Linked DNA regions of Sus scrofa: region 2 is linked to region 1. The links are chromatin contacts, called in public HiChIP or PLAC-seq maps. All regions are on one chromosome and are shown on one strand. The core of a region is the stretch at or near the end of the contact, and the rest is flanking DNA. Distances in the headings are between cores, read along the strand shown. Region 1 holds the start of SLC38A10 (putative sodium-coupled neutral amino acid transporter 10). Region 2 holds the start of NPLOC4 (nuclear protein localization protein 4 homolog).

Region 1 (4,597 bases), core at 1,487-3,986:
TGGATTATCCGGATGGGCTGGGTTTAATCACACGAATCCTTAAAATTGAAAACTTTTCCTGCCTGGGTCGGAGAGAGACAAAGTTGACCCCTCCCCTGCCACCGGCTTTGAAGTTGGAGAACGGGGGCCACAAGCCAGGGAATGTGGCCTCTAGAAACTGGGAACGGACCCTAGTTTTCAGTTGGTAGGAAATGGGTGGCTGTGGTCCTACCACCCAAGGGACCTGAATTTTGCCACCGATCCAATGAGCAGGAAATGGAGGGTCCCCGAGAGCTCCCAGGAAGGGGACGACCTGCTGACACCTTGATTTCAGTCTGGGGAGCTCCATTCGGAACCTCTGACCCACAGAACCGTAAGAACAGATGGTGTTGGTCAGCAGATTTGTTACAACGACAACAACAACAACGGAAAACCAACACAACGAGGAGACAGACAAACCCCAATTCAGGGACACGGGCACGTTGAGCGAACTCAGAATTTGTAAAATCAAAGACAAATAGCTCGTTAGAAAAGTGGCCAGAAATGAACAAGCATTTCAAGAAATACAAAACAGGAGTTCCCATTGTGGCTCAGTGGGTTAAGAACCCGGCTAGTATCCATGAGGACTCAGATTTGATCCCGGGCCTCGCTCAGTGGATTAAGGATCTGGCATTGCTGCCCACTGCTGCATAGGTCACAGCTGCACTTCGCATCTTGTGTGGCTGTGGCTGTGGTGTGGGCCAGCGGCTGCAGCTCCCGTTCGACCCCTAGCCTGGGAACTTCCATATGGCTGTGGGTATGGCCCTTACAAAAAAGAGATATGAATGGACAATAAAAATATGAGTAGATGATTAACCTCATTTGTAATTAGGGAGAACAGATTAAAGACTACAATGAGATTGCATTTTGCTCACCAAACTGGCCAAAAGGATACTACCAAATGAATGTTTGTGGCAGGGTGCAGCCAGAGCCCAAGATCTATGGCCCCTTGGCCAAAATGGGGCAGCCATGCTTTTGTAAATAGAGTCTTGTTAGAACACAGTCACACTTATTTGTTTATGTGTTGTCTAGGGCTGCTTTCAATAGTCATGGCAGAGACTATGTGGTTTTTTTTTTTTTTTTGTCTTTTTAGGGCCACACCCATGGCACATGAAGGTTCCCAGGCTAGGGGCTGAATCAGAGCTATCAGCCTACACCACAGCCACAGCAATGCCAGATCCTTAACCCACTGAGCCAGGCCAGGGCTCGAACCTGTGTCCTCGTGGATGCTAGTCAGGCTTGGTTCCACTGAGCCACAATGGGAACTCCACTATGTGGCTTTTGAAACAGAAAATATTTGCTACCTGGCTCTTCGCAGGAAAAATTGACCAGCCTCTGGAGTTCCCGTCGTGGCTCGGTGGCTAATAAATCCGACTAGGAACCATGAGGTTGCAGGTTCCATCCCTGGCCTTGCTCAGTGGGTCAAGGATCCGGCATTGCCGTGAGCTGTGATGTAGGTTGTAGATGGGGCTCGGATCCTATGTTGCTGTGGCTGTTGTGTAGGCTGGTGGCTATAGCTCCGATTAGACCCCTAGCCTGGGACCCTCCATATGCCGCGGTGCAGCCCTAGAAAAGACAACAAACAAAAAAATTGTCCAGCCTCTGATGTAAACTAGCAAGAACTCTCATAACTACTTGAAGAGCGATTGGGCAATACCTGGTAAAATGAAGGTGTGCCTGCACGTGAACCGGCAGTTCTGCTTCTACGGGTTTACCCTGGAGCCCCCCCAACACCCGAGAAGACAAGGGCCGTGGTGTTCACTGAATCACTGTTTATAATGGCAAATAATTGGAAGCAACTCGGTGGCCCTCAGCAGGAGAATGGATATATATATTCCGGGCTATTTTATTATTGCTTATTTAAAAAAATGTTTTTCCACCGCATCCACGGCATATGGAAGTTGCCCGGACAGGGATCCTATCCCAGACCCAGGTGTGACCTACACCACAGCTGCTGCAATACTGGATCCTTAACCTGTTGTGCCACAGCAGGAACTCCAATTTTTTTTTTTTTTAAATTGTGGCTGCATCGTGGCATATGGAAGTTCCTGGGCCAGGGGTCGAATGGGAGCTGCAGCAGGGGTCTACACTATGGCAACACCGAATCTGAGCCACATCTGCGACCTGTGCTGCAGCCTGTGGCATCGCTGGATCCTTAACCCACTTAGGCAGGCCAGGGGTCAAACACACATCTTCACGGAGACTGGTCCTTAACCTGATGAGCCAAAACGCGAACTCCTCCATGCCCACTCTTTAGAACTGTGTACTCTTGCTGAGGAACTCAGCCTCTCTGTGCTCAGCGTCCCACTCCTAAAACGTGGGCGCTAACTCCTGGAATCCGTTATCAACGCTGACATGAAGGTGCAGCCCCGGAGACCCGCGCATCTAGCACACTTCTCCCAATCGGTCTCGAGGGTAATTGCTGAAAATGAAGGCTTAAAATCCTGCTCCTCTCCAGAAGGCGTGACGTGGCCCTTTCCCTCCTGCCCTCCACTGCTCTTCCGGATGGGGGCCACAAGGGGCGAGCTCTTGTGCTCCAGACCCTGCAAGACATGGCGCAGGACGCCAGCTCCACAGGGAGGATCAGCTGGCTGTAGGGACAGGTGCGCCCCATAGACCCCGTCCCCACCCCCCCGTGTGCGTCCATCCAAGCCCCGCCCCTGCAGGCGCCGAGGTCCGCCTTTCATTGGTGAGCGCCCTGCCCCGAGCTCCGCCCCTCGTCGTCACTTCCGGGCGGAGGAGCTCGCGGAAGGCGGAAGTGTGCGTGCCCAGGCGGCCGCCGAGCAGCACCGGAGTGTTTCTCGCCGGCTCCCCGCGGCTTTTCCCGGTCTGGGCTCGGGGACGCTGCGGTGGCCCGCGGGAGCCAGCGGGGGACGAAGCTATGAGGCGGCCGCGGGGCCTGGCGGGGCCTGGAGGGTGACTGCTCCCGCCGCCTTCCCGCGAGACCGCCTCCTCCAGGCGGCGTCCCCCTCGGGGTCTCGCGCCCCACCGTCCTGCCGGCGCCTTGGACCCGGGGCTCCGGGGCCCCAGGCCTCGCGCCATGACCGCGGCCGCGGCCTCCAACTGGGGGCTTATCACGAACATAGTGAACAGCATAGTAGGGGTCAGTGTCCTCACCATGCCCTTCTGCTTCAAACAGGTGAGTCGAGCGGGCGGTGGTCGCCGCCCCGGCCGCCCCGGGCTCAGCCCGTCACGGGAGCCGGCGCGGCGGGAGGAGGGACCCGGCAGCCCACCCGCCCCGGCGCCGCCGCGGAAGCCGAGGGAAAGCCCCCCGCGAACAGCTTGCGCACCGTTGGTAACTTCAGACCGAGGTGCAGCGTGTAGCGAGGCGATCTTGAAAACTGGAGAGTGACCGCGGGACTCCGTGTTCGCGTCCTTTCCTGGCGTTTCTTGCAACTCTGATCCCACCGCACTCCTTTCCGGGAGCGCACAGGTCAACCCCGGCCTTGGAACTAGATTGGGGTGTGGGTTCTGAGGGGGTTGCTAAATTCACCAGATTGGACACGTCAGAGCTTTGTGTTTCGCTGTGGGCAAACCTTACCTTAACGGAAAACGTCGGAAGTATTAAAAAATTGGTGTCATTCCGACGTTAAATACTGCAGGAGAGAAACTCAGCCTTTTTTGAGGTGTGGGTTTATTTGGCTTCTGTTTAATCCACAAATAAAGAGGCTTTTGGTCCTTTAGAAGAGGGAGGTTGACAGAGTTATCAAATTGGGCAACTTCTTAACTAAAAACGAACTTCTCCGCTTCCTGTGTGCCACACTGGAGGTGCCGCTCCCCCGGCCGCCTGGGGCAGGAGCTGGCCACGAGGGAGAGCGGCTTTCTTGAGGCTGGAGGAGGACCAGTGGGACACCAGGGGAGGACAGGTGGCCAGCAGGCCCTCAAAGACCAGCCTTACGTGGAAAAATGCGCATAAGATGATATTTTGGCCTTGACGTGGGCTCCAGTTGCTTCATCTTAGATTCAGGTTTTGCATTTTTCATATTTAGGATGCTTTGCTGTAAATAGCAAGCAGAAGAAAATGCGTTTCGGTTCCCGTGTGAGCGGTTGCTCTGACTTGCTTGGTGACCGTGTTGCTGGGGGGATGGAGACGGCGGGCTGACGTGGAAGGCCATGCTGGCGGCTTCTGGAACCTCCAAGGCAACATCTGTGTCTTGGCATGGGAGTCGCAGTGTGGGCCGGCCCCCTCTGGGTGTTCCTGGAGGGACTACGTATCCCAGCGCGCACTGCGACGCGCCTGGCACAGAACTGCCTCCTGGGATGTGTAGTTGGCTTGTCCTGCGCCTGTACCTGTACCGCCATCCTTCACGCCTGTCTGCCACGTGCCACCGCGGCAGGGCTCTGGGGGTTCAGATTTGAGTGTCTGCCGTGGGCTGGGCACGAGCCTGCTGCTGAGCCCGCTGCCGGAGCGTTTAAGCACGGGCCCGGCTGACTTGCTGGGTGGGGGGGGGGAGCTTAGAGGTGGGGGCTGGAGACCTGGCAGGGGTTTGCCTCGCCCTGAGGGCCTGGCCGAATTAGGAGCTGCTCTCAGTTGGACTCAGCATCTTCTCCGCAGGAAGCCCCTCGGCCAGAACACGGT
Region 2 (4,597 bases), core at 650-3,149, 230 kb before region 1:
CTGCCCCCCCCCCATGGTCTGTTCTCTGTCCAGGCTCCAGAGAGCAGGTCTCCTCCACTCTTGCCCCTCCAAAGGCCTCCTCACGCCCTTAGACTAGCGTCCAGAGGTCTCCCAGGGTTCCAGGGTTCTTGCCAACCAGGCCTTCCCTGTCCTTCCTCTTTGCACTCAGCCAGAAGGTCTTTTTTTTTTTTTTTGGTCACTCCCCATGGCACGTGGAAGTTCCTGTGCCAGGGAGTGAATGTAAGCCACAGCAGCGACCCGCACCGCTGGAGTGACAATGCCAGATCCTTAACCCTCTGTGTCGCAGGGGAACTCCAGCCCAGCCCGTTCTGGTTCCTGGGCCTCCAGCACGTCTCAGGCCCCTGGACTTTGCGTGCGCTTTCACCTCGTCCTGTGTGCCTCGTCCCTCAGGTATCTGCATGGCCCACTTCACCTGGGACCTGTCAAACCTCGTCTCCTCAGAGACAGCTTTCTTGACCATCTTAGCTTTTATTTCAATTTTTTTATTTTTAATTTTTTGGCCGATATTTTATTTATTTATTTATTTTTGTCTTTTGAGGGCCGCACCTGCAGCATATGGAGGTTCCGAGGCTAGGGGTCCAATCGGAGCTGTAGCTGCCGGCCTACACCACAGTTAATACCGAGGCCAGGTACTGAACCCACATCCTCCCGAGTAACAATTTCCTAACTCTTTTCAGCACAGAAAATAAATAAATACAATCTGAAATTGATCCATGGGGGTTAAAAAACATAGTTTACTCTCTTTGAGGTTCTCATTTTTTTTTTTTCATAATTTCAGGCAAGGTCAGCTACAAAATGTGCAGAGCCCAGCGCAATATGAAAATGCTGAAAATGACAAAAAGACAGAAAAAAAAAAATTGGAGTTCCCGTTGTGGTTCAGTGGTTAACAACTCCGACTAGGAACCATGAGGTTGCAGGTTCGATCCCTGGCCTTGCTCAGTGGGTTGGGGATCCAGCATTGCCTGAGCTGTGGTGTAGGTTGCCGACACAGCTCGGATTCTGTGTTGCCGTGGCTCTGGCGTAGCCTGGCCGCTACCGCTCCAATTGGACCCCTAGCCTGGCAACCTCCATATGCCACGGGTGTGACCCTAGAAAAGACAAAAAGACACACACACACACACACACACACACACACACACAAATGCTGCAAATGCAGAGCTCCTTGCTGAAAATTATTAACGACGGCAAGACGGTGATAGCAGAGCACGAACCTAAAGCCAGGCCCTTCCAAAAAACAGCGCTGGTCTGTACCCATGAAGCTGGCACTGTGGGCAATTTTAGGATATTGGCTCTCTGGCAAAAAGCATTTATCTAAAATGCAGTTGAGAAGCTCCCGGCGTGGCTCAGGCCGCAGGTTCGATCCTTGACCTCGCTCAGTGGGTTAAGGATCCGGCGTTGCCATGAGCTGTGGTGTAGGTTGCTGTGGCTGTGGTGTAGACCGGCAGCTGCAGCTCGGATTCGACTCCTAGCCTGGGAACCTCCACGTGCCTCGGGTGCGGCCTTAAAAAATGCAGTCAAAACTCGCTCGTTTCTCTTACGTAGGATTGAGGGAAAATGCTTTCTTTAAAATATGTGTGTATATCATCAAGGTGTGATGTCACCTTCTCGAGCCTGTCTCCGTTTCCGTGTGACCAGGTGTCGGGAACGCCAGGCCGAGCCGACGCCCCCGGGCCCGCCGACCTCTCCGCAGCGTCTCTCCCGCGCGTGGCCAGCGGGGGCGCGCGTCTGCGCGGAGCCCAGGGCGCGGGGGGCCGGGCTGCGCAGGCGCGGACCGTTGGTGGGGCCGGAACCCGGTGCGCGGCCGGAACCCAGTTGCGCGGCCGCGGGGCCCGGGGAGCGCGTCGGGCGAGGCACCGGACGTCGCGGCGGTGGCTGCCGGCGGCGAAGCTGGAGCGGCGGTGGCGGCGGCGGCGGGAGGCCGGGGCCGGGGCTGAGGCCGGGGCCGGGGCTGCGAGGCCCGCGGGGCGGCAGGCGGCGGCGGCGGCGGCGGCCCGGGGCTCGAGCCCGGAGACAGGAGCGGCCGCCATGGCCGAGAGCATCGTGAGTGGGGCGGCCGGGCGGGAGGCGCCGGGATGAGGCAGCAGATTTGCCGGCGCGGCCTGCGGGAAGCGCGGCGGCTTGCCCTCCTCCGCCGGGCCGGCCGGGCCCCCGACCTCCGGGTCTCGGCCGGCGGGGAAGCCGGGCCGTCCGCAGGGGCTGGGCTGTGCCTGCCGCCTCGATTCCGGGCCGCGGGGGGCTGGCCGGGCGCGCTCGGAGGGGCTCCGGTGCCAGGGGCCGGGGCCACGACCCCGCCTCGCCGCCGTCCATCTCTTCTGCCTCCTCCCGCCGCCCCAGGAAGTGCCTTGTTACGGGTCCCCGAAAGCAGGGCGCTTTCCACCGACGGGGACCCCCTCCCCGCCAGAGGAAGCTGCGAGGAGGGTGGTCTGGCGGACGGCAAGGAGAACTTGACAGCTGCCCGTCTAAAGGGATGTTCTAAAGGGCGATTTCACTTTGTACCCGAAGGTTTTTCTTAAGTAAAAAAAAAAAGACACAAACGGAAAAGCCAGTGAAAAGCAGAAAAAGCCGGCCATGCGTTAACTTGTAGAAAGTTTCCTCTCAAAAGTCAGTGCGGCAGGAAAAAACCCCTCAGACCAGCTGCACAGAATATGTTGGTCCGCATTGAGGACTGCGTGAGATTTCCCGGGGAAGCAGAAGCAGCACCGGGGGGCAGGTGGTGTCGAGAACCTCGCAGGGCGGGGGTGGCTTCGCGGTTTGGCCAGGTGTCCCGAGTGGCGCGGTCCTGGCTCTGCGGGGACCCCCAGCCCTGGGCTTCCAGCCCCTCCTGTGATGCCTCCTGGATACACAGCTCTGTGCTCGGGGCTCTGGGGCCTCCTGCACGGTTCACCACCTGGAGATGAGCAGAGGGAAGTGGCCCAAGAGAAACTAGCCACTGACTCCTTTTAGAATAAGATTTCCTAACCCTGTTCTAGAAATAGGCTAAGAATTTAACACTCAGAGCTGCTTTCAAACTGTCTCCGTCCTGTATTATTTTTAACTGAATTCAGGTAACCACGGTCAAATGAGTTGTTTCAGAGAAGGCCGTTTCCTGCTAGGTGTGGCATGGATCTCTTGTCACATTTCTCGGGAATTAAAACAGATCATTCTTCTGAAACTTATTTCAAAGGTTGTGAGTTTTTTTTTAAGATTTTCGTTTTTTCTATTATAGCTGCGCTACAATGTTCTGTCAATTTCTGCTGTACAGAAAAGTTTTCATCTATTATTTTGGAAAGATCTTCCAAAAATTTCTGTGGGATAACTGGTTTTTATCTTACCAATTCTTTGACTCCCCCAAGAAGTGTTCTGAGTTCCTTTTCTTAGAAAGAGGGAAACCCAAGTTCCCAAGGAACTGCGTGTCCCTGTCGCTGGGTCATATTTTACATTACGGCCTATGTCAAAAGTGAAGCCATAATTTCCCTCAGTGTGAGTTATGTTTGTCTCTTTGAGTTAGAGACCGAGCTTAGCTTGGAAACGTGGGCTGCTGCGCCCTGCTGTAAAGGAACAGATAGAATAACTTAAGCTTTAGATGCACACAGATACATACGGGAAAGTGTATGTCTGCCTTTTCGCTCCTCAGAGAGTGGAGCGTCACGCTCTTGGTCCTAAGTGAGCACCTTCAGAGCAGCCCTCCCAGAATCCTTCAGAGAGAAGCAGGGCACCTCTTCACCTGCTCCGGTCGGGGAGACAGATTTCAGGAACAGATAACGTGGAGCCTGTCTAATGCCCAGGCTGCGTGGCGCAGCGGAAGCAAATCCGACTAGTATCCATGAGGATGCAGGTTCAATCCCTGGCCTCGCTCAGGGGGGTAAGGATCCGGTATTGCCGTGCGCTGTGGTGTAGGTCGCAGGTGCGGCTCAGATCCGCTGTGGCTGTGGCTGTGGTGCAGGCCCGCAGCTGTAGCCTGATTCGACCCCTGGCCTGGGAACCTCTATATGCGAGGGTGCGGCCCTAAAAAGCAAGGAAAAAAAGAAAACATTTCTCTAGATGTTGAATCCGGAGTAAAGTGGACTAGAAATCAAAAGTGAAAAGAACTTTTGTATGCAGTACACACATTTGAGCGCACATCATCTGGGTGAGAGAGTTAAGCAGATATTGTTGAGAAGCAAACAAAATATGTTATGCTCTTAACAGTCGGTATTTCATGAATATTATTCAAAACAAAATCTTAAAAATGGGGAACAGTGCGGGGGGGGCAAAGCGTTTTCAGTCAAGAGACGATTACTAGAAAAATGAGAAAGATAGTCAAGCTCTTTTAGGATAATCTAGATTATTCTTAATTTGTTTGATGAAAGCGAGCAAATCGGAAGCCATTGTGCACTTTGTCCTGTGTCATTGAAATTCTTTAAAAAAACATTTCTCATCCGTATTGTGCTGTTTTACATACAGTACGAGGCACAGTAACTGCCCAGAGGAGGAACTGCCGCGTGGCGGCGTTCTGGTGTGTTCTGTCCCTTGGTCCTCCCACCCCTCAGGTGGCTGAAGCAGCCTCTGTCTTGCTGGCCGCTGGGCAGGCCGTGTCTTGTCCTGCTCTTTGACTGCA

What was found. HiChIP or PLAC-seq counts read pairs in DNA pulled down with a chosen protein or histone mark.
Region 2: an H3K27ac HiChIP or PLAC-seq map of alveolar macrophages shows a contact between it and region 1. The contact joins the promoter of NPLOC4 here to the promoter of SLC38A10 in region 1. A contact is called at or near these places in 2 of 2 datasets of contacts at active chromatin or transcription factors (alveolar macrophages and skeletal muscle).

What each region holds. Positions count from the first base shown.
Region 1 is chr12:1,478,509-1,483,105 of Sscrofa11.1, forward strand. SLC38A10 (putative sodium-coupled neutral amino acid transporter 10) reads left to right here and starts at 2,737. Exons shown (of 18, transcript XM_005668573.2): 1 at 2,737-3,157. The coding sequence starts at 3,059.
Region 2 is chr12:1,249,478-1,254,074 of Sscrofa11.1, forward strand. NPLOC4 (nuclear protein localization protein 4 homolog) reads left to right here and starts at 1,900. Exons shown (of 17, transcript XM_021066476.1): 1 at 1,900-2,061. The coding sequence starts at 2,047. It overlaps TSPAN10 (tetraspanin-10), which reads right to left and starts at 1,758. Exons shown (of 4, transcript XM_021066469.1): 1 at 1,623-1,758.